2 separate regions of the Ovis aries genome follow, and region 2 is linked to region 1. Evidence: chromatin contacts called from public Hi-C data. All regions are on one chromosome and are shown on one strand. The core of a region is the stretch at or near the end of the contact, and the rest is flanking DNA. Distances in the headings are between cores, read along the strand shown. Region 1 holds the start of LOC101104222 (retinol dehydrogenase 16-like). Region 2 holds the start of LOC101105400 (17-beta-hydroxysteroid dehydrogenase type 6).

What was found. Hi-C and Micro-C count contacts between places; a contact is called where the count stands out from the background.
Region 2: a contact with region 1 is called in a Hi-C map of tail adipose tissue, with 2.6 times the contacts expected there. The contact joins the promoter of LOC101105400 here to the promoter of LOC101104222 in region 1. A contact is called at or near these places in 2 of 16 Hi-C or Micro-C datasets (hypothalamus and tail adipose tissue).

The regions. Positions count from the first base shown.
Region 1 is chr3:162,748,564-162,751,736 of ARS-UI_Ramb_v3.0, reverse strand. LOC101104222 (retinol dehydrogenase 16-like) reads right to left here and starts at 1,615. Exons shown (of 5, transcript XM_042247051.2): 1 at 1,475-1,615; 2 at 507-863. The coding sequence starts at 819.
Region 2 is chr3:162,905,052-162,908,224 of ARS-UI_Ramb_v3.0, reverse strand. It overlaps LOC101105400 (17-beta-hydroxysteroid dehydrogenase type 6), which reads left to right and starts at 1,479. Exons shown (of 6, transcript XM_060412924.1): 1 at 1,479-1,524.

The sequences.
Region 1 (3,173 bases), core at 366-2,865:
AGGCCTTCCTTAGACAACTCCTGAGAGTTCAGTGTCAGCACCGAAAATGGGTGACATTAAACCTCTAGTAGCCTGGCTATGGGTCACCAGCAAGACCATGTTCAGGTGCTGAGAACACAACCCAGCTCCAGCCCTGCTCCCAGCCACCCATGCAGCCTTCCAGCCAGAGTCCCCCTCTCCACCCCTCCTCCAGAAATTCCACCCTGATTACCCTGCTCACACAACAGTAAGAAAGCCAGACTTTCGCTGAGACAGGAGGGGACACAAGACAGGTAGTCTGCAAGGACACAGTCTCATCAGGGAAATCTCTCCCCCAAACTATAGAAGCTAGGTCAGGAGGTGGGGGTATGGGGTGGCAGAGGTTTGGCTGGTCAGCTCCGTGAGGTGAAGAAGGCAGGTGGGACTTCAAGTCATAGAAACAGCTTGGAATGTTCCCCAGGGAGCTGACAACCAGTGTCCCCACACGCAGAGAGAAGAAATAAACAAACAAGAAATCTGGTTGGTACCTCTGTCCCCCACATGCTCCTTCACCCACTTGGTTGCCGCAGCAACGCTATCTGTCTTGGTGACGTCCAGAATCACCGTCTGCAGCCTGTCTGATGTCTGGTTCATCAGCTGTTCAGCCCCCTGCTCTGTCAGACACGCAGCCAGGACCCTCAAGCCTCTCAGGTCCAGCTGCCTGGCCAGCAGGTTCCCGAAGCCGGAGTCACAGCCCGTGATGAAGACGAACTTGTCCTGGAGGTGGCTCACCATCTGCCTCTCCCGGTACCAGCGCAGGAGGTAGTACAGGACCACGAGGACCGCCAGGTACAGCCACATGGCCTTTTACGGGACAGGCACACACGCCTGGGGTGAAATAGAGTCTGGCTAGTGATCAGACAGGAGAAATTAAGAACACACAGGATTATTGTTGGCAAACCAGGGTCCAAGCTCTCTCGCTTGGAGTTCTCAAGATTGTTCTGCTCACCTTCTTCAGTGAGTATGACTGACTCTAACCCCAATGTGTGCTTTTTGGTACATTTAACCCATTTCTAATAGACGTCAATGTAATTACGACACAGTCTCTTAGGGATGACAATAGGTTTCCCAATGACCTCTGTCCTGTCCTCTCACTCCTTCCTGTTTGCCTCTGCCCTCCTCTCCCCTCCCCACCCCCACACCCACACATTGGAACCTGCACATGGCATGGTTCCATGGCTCATGACTATCTTCTTCTCGTTGTCCCTTTCAAGTCTGTTACCTGAGTTTCCCAGATCTAAAGAATATTTTTTGAAGGGATATACTTAGATTCATGAAACACATGGCTTCAATACCCAGTTTGTCTGCCAACTAGCTGTGTGACCTTGGGCAAATGGCTGAGACTCTGACCTGGTTTCCTCCTCTGGCTCTGCTCACAGAATTCCCTCCTAAAAGGCTAAGTACCCTCAGCTTCTCTAGGATTAGAAAGAGAAGGCAAAAGAGAATAAGGTCTCACCTGGTTCCCTGGACCAGAAATTGTTCAGAAGAGCAGTGGGGGTGTCTGAGGCACTATGAGGAAACTGGAAGGGAATGAGGGGGCACAGGCAATGGTGAGACTTCTCCCAGATGCTGGGACGGGTCTTGGAAGGACTCATACAAAGCTGCTCTAACAGTTGTTCCCCTTTTACTCTGTGAAGATGCCCTGCCCCCAGCCCTGGTTGCCCGGCTCCATTGGCTTCTCCCTTCTGTGCTAAGCCCTTGCCAACCCAGCACCACACCCAGAATCCTGACCAATCAGACACTGAGAAGAGACTGATCTGAATCTTGGCAAGCATTAACCGGAGTTCTAACTCTCGCAAGCAGGGAGATCTATAAATCACAATGATGGAAAGGAATAATTGCAGTTTGTATTAGGGTGACAGTGGAGAGGAGGAGGGAGCTGACCCCTCAGGAGACTAAAGAAAGGACCTGAGGCTGGACCTCAGAGCAGCTGTGCACGGAGGATACCATCCAGTAACAGGGGTGGACCACCAGGGTGGGGCTAAAAAGGACAGGGACAGAAGGAGCCGGGGTCAGTGCCCTGGACATCGCCTCACCATCCACATTTATCACACCCATAACTCCAAGTAAGGAAAGAAAATGGACGCTGGGAGGAAGGAGAGGCTTCCCCAAAGACACGGAGGCTCAGATGCTCCTGGAACCCACCCCAGCAGACAACAAACACAGAGGAGACGACATATTAGCCTTTACTGGTCATGGCCACCTTCAGGGAGCTGACTGTCATCCTGAAAGGAGTTGTCCCTCAGGTGGGAGTCGGCAGCAGTAATGAAAAGGATAGTCCTGCAGAAACCAGCCTGTGCGTGCTTCCTGGGTCACCAGCAGGACCCTCCTACAGGGCTCCCCAAAGGGTGAGGCTGAAGAAGGCCAGGATGTAGGATGGTGCCCTGGAAACTGTCAGGAAGTTGGGAGGACATGCAAGTCTTATACAAACACTAGCCCTGCTAAGGGAGAAGGTTGTGATTTCTTTATTGAAAGAAATGAGATTTTTTTTTCTCAATAACCACAAATCCTACCACCATAACTTCCCAAGGGGCCATTCAGCAGACACAATCCAGCCTTCACCCCATCTGCTTCTTTTTTGTGAATCTGAGTGTAATGTGATGACTTGCTGGGGTCTCAGGAACTTCAGACAACATTCTGGGTAGGAACAGCCACAGGAAAGTCAAGAGAGAGGAAACGAGGAGTTTGGGTGACACTCACCTGAGAACTGTAAGGGGAAGAACAAGAAATCTCTGAGATGTGAACCATACTGGGAGACTCACTGACATAAATCTCTGCAGGAAGTCCTACAAGGGACAGCTGCACTGTGTACTAAGGCAGCACATGTCTGAGCTTGCTGTTAATTGGATAGACGAGGCTCGCCCCCTGGTGACGCCCTGAAGGGTGTCATGAGATGCACTTGTTAAGAGTCAGGGCCACACACAATTCCCCCATCCACCCAGGAAGGGTCCTGTGAAGAGGGGAAGGCATCCGTAACAACGGGAGGTGGTAGGACTGGCGTGAGAGTTAACTGTGCAATTAATTTCCAGCCCCACATGGATGCAGTCCCACCCACTACCTGGAGCTATAACACTGACTTCCAGCGCTGAATTTCTGCAGTTAAGGACTGGGAGTGGGAAGTTACTGACCACATTCAACTCACAGTGGGCCAGGAC
Region 2 (3,173 bases), core at 230-2,729, 160 kb before region 1:
CTGGAGGAGGGCATGGCAACCACTCCAGTATTCTTGCCTGGAGAATCCCATGGACAGAAGAGCCTGGTGGGCTACAGTCCACAGCATTGCAAAGAAGTGACTGAACATGCATGCACCCAGAGGTAGTGTCAGAATCCATAGATTCAAGCCTGCCCCCCAGAAGACTCCCCCCAACCTCAGATGTCAATCGCAAGCCCAGGTTGTTACCTGTGCTTCTGACGGACTGGCTTTAAATTGAAGGTTCCCACGACTCCCTCCTTGGGTTTGACTGATTTGCTAGAATGTATTAGATCATAAAGCAGTGGCAGGTCTTTTGTAAACGTGTCTGACAGCCTTAAGGCCCAGAGCCCCAGTTCACGGAAACTGATCTCAGGTGGGCAGTCTAAGAGCAGGCTCTGCTTCCCCATTCCCTGACTCCAGCAGAGGCTCCAACTTAGAGAATGGGAGCTTTCTGTTTTTAATTTTGACTGTAACAGGTCTGATTTTGCAGCTGAACAAGGCTGGCACTGTTGAGAACTGTAGGCACAAGCTAGCGAAGCACCCTGAACTCTGACCACAAGAGAGTGGTGTTGTGAAACAGGTGCAGAAGGTTGGGATGGGCAGCGTGCAGGAAATGAAAGGGACCTTGCTCAGTGGGGTTCATGAAGTCCTCTGAAAACTCTTCCTGAACAAATGGTGTGAGAGTGTGTGTGTGTGTTTGGGGTTGGAAATAAAACCTGTTTGGAGAAAGATCTTGATTGTGGTCTATAATTTTCTTAAAAGACCCTTCAACTTTGATTTCTGAAAGAAAATTCATCACCATGGCTTTCTCTGATGCTGAAGCTGAAACTCCAACACTTTGGCTACCTGATGTGAAGAACGGACTCATTGGAAAAGACTCTAGTGTTGGGAAAGGTTGAAGGCGGGAAGAAAAGGGGACAACAGAGGATGAGATGGTTGGATGGCATCACCGACTCAATGGGCATGAGTTTGAGCAAGCTCTGGGAGTTGGTGATGGATAGGGAAGCCTGGCATGCTGCAGTCCATGGGGTCACAAAGAGTAGGACACAACTGAGTGACTGAACTGAACTGAACTGATGATTTTCTCTGCTTTTTTGATCTGTATTCTTTTGCAGTTTAAATATTGTTTAGAAGTTGACAGTGATTTTATCCTTACACATAAGACCCCTTGGATATGCTCTGTAAACTGGGAATCTTGACAGTGTGGAAAACCAGCTCTTTTTTAGTTAATGCTGGGAGCTGTGGAGTAAGTTCGTGAACTTTGGGATAAGCAAAAGCAGCTTTATGTAATTAAGCCCTGAGAGTTGTGTTGCTGAAGCTCTATGATCTAGTTCTGTCCTGCCCTAACCCTACCCCCATTTCCTACTATGAGCAAGCTCTTTGCAGTGGGAGTGGTGAAATTTTTTTTCTTTCTCTTTTTTAACCCATGTGACCAGTAAACAAGGTTTTAATAGTCCCATGATTCCTTCTCTCTTGTTACATTTCTAATCCTGCAGAGAACAGAGAAGAAGTAAAATTCCAAAGGTAGGTGAAATGTGATATATATTCACAAATAAAAATTCCTCAGGTAACATTTGTCCTTTCTCTTTGTGGAGTCTCATATACTGATATGAAATGAATGAAGTGTGATTTATGTATATGTGTATAGATACATTTTATCATATTTTACATAGATATATGTGTATATATATATGCCAGTACATGGCATCAACTACTGGAGTATTTACCAATTTTTTTCCCACTTGGCAGAGGGATTGAGTCAGCTTTTGGGATGAGACTAAGGTTGGCAAATCTGTTAGATTTTATTTTTGGACAAATGTAGCATCTTCAAAAAGAGTTTGAGGTAATCTATAGTAAAAGACACATACACAAAAGAAGTTATTAAAATGCAAATGAAACATAAAAAGAGAAAGAAAATCCACGTGTTGAAAGAGAAGAGAGAAGAAAAAAATGCTATTTATGAGGACTAATAGAATTACTATGACTGAACATTAAATTTGGCCTTAAACCACTAAGATAATATGGAAAAATTAGATAATTTAAAAAGAATCAATAGTATACTATTTACTTAGAAAAGACAAAGTCTTTCCTGGTACTAAATGCATGACAGGATTTATCATATGGGATCTTACACAGTGTATAAATGCACAGGGTTCTTGATAAGAATTTTATGACAAATGCAGAAGTGATTTTCTTCAGGCTGTTTCTTTTCTTCTCTTTTTAATCAAGGTGGTATTTTTTTAAATTATTATTCAGCCTTTATTTTATTTATTTATTTTTTTACTTTACAATATTGTATTGGTTTTGCCATACATCAACATGAATCCGCCATGGGTATACACGTGTTCCCCATCCTGAACACCCCCCTCCCACCTCCCTCCCCGTACCATCCCTCTGGGTCATCCCAGTGCACCAGCCTCAAGGTGGTATTTTAATTTTTCTAATTTGAGTGGAAAACACACAGGTGACAGTTCAATGAATTTTCACAAAATTTGCATTTCTCTTACAGCCACACAGGTCAAGTAATAGAACATTATGAGCACCGTAGATAATCCATTAATACCGTTCTCATTCGATGAACCCTACCTCCTCCCCCAAAGTAACCAGTAATATGATTTGTATTAATATCAACATAGATTAATTTAAATTTTTTAAAATAGCTTTAAAAATATTTAGTTTTATTTATTTGGTTGCTTCAGGTCTTAGTTGTGGCATCGGGATCTAGTTTCTTGACCAAGGATTGACCCTTGGCCCCCTGCACTGGGAGTGTGGAATTTTAGCCACTGCACAGTCAAGGAAGTGCCAACATAGATTAGTTTTGTATTTTAAAACTTTGTGTAGATGGAATCATGTAGTATGTGTTCTTTTGTGTCACAGTATTATGTTTGTGGGACTCATTCATGTAACTTTGTAGCTATAGTTTGTTTTTGTCACTGTATAGCATTCCATTGTATGAACATATTTCAACTTATTTATCCATTCTACTGTTTGTGCATGTGTGGGTGGTTTCCAGCTTTTGGCTATCACAAGTAATGTTTATGGTGTACATATTTTGTTGTTGTATACCTAAACTGGAATCTTTGGGTATAGGGAAGGTGGATCATTATCTTTGGCAGATAATGATAAATTGCTTTTTCCAAATTGAATATATTTACTTGTTCAATAGCAATGTT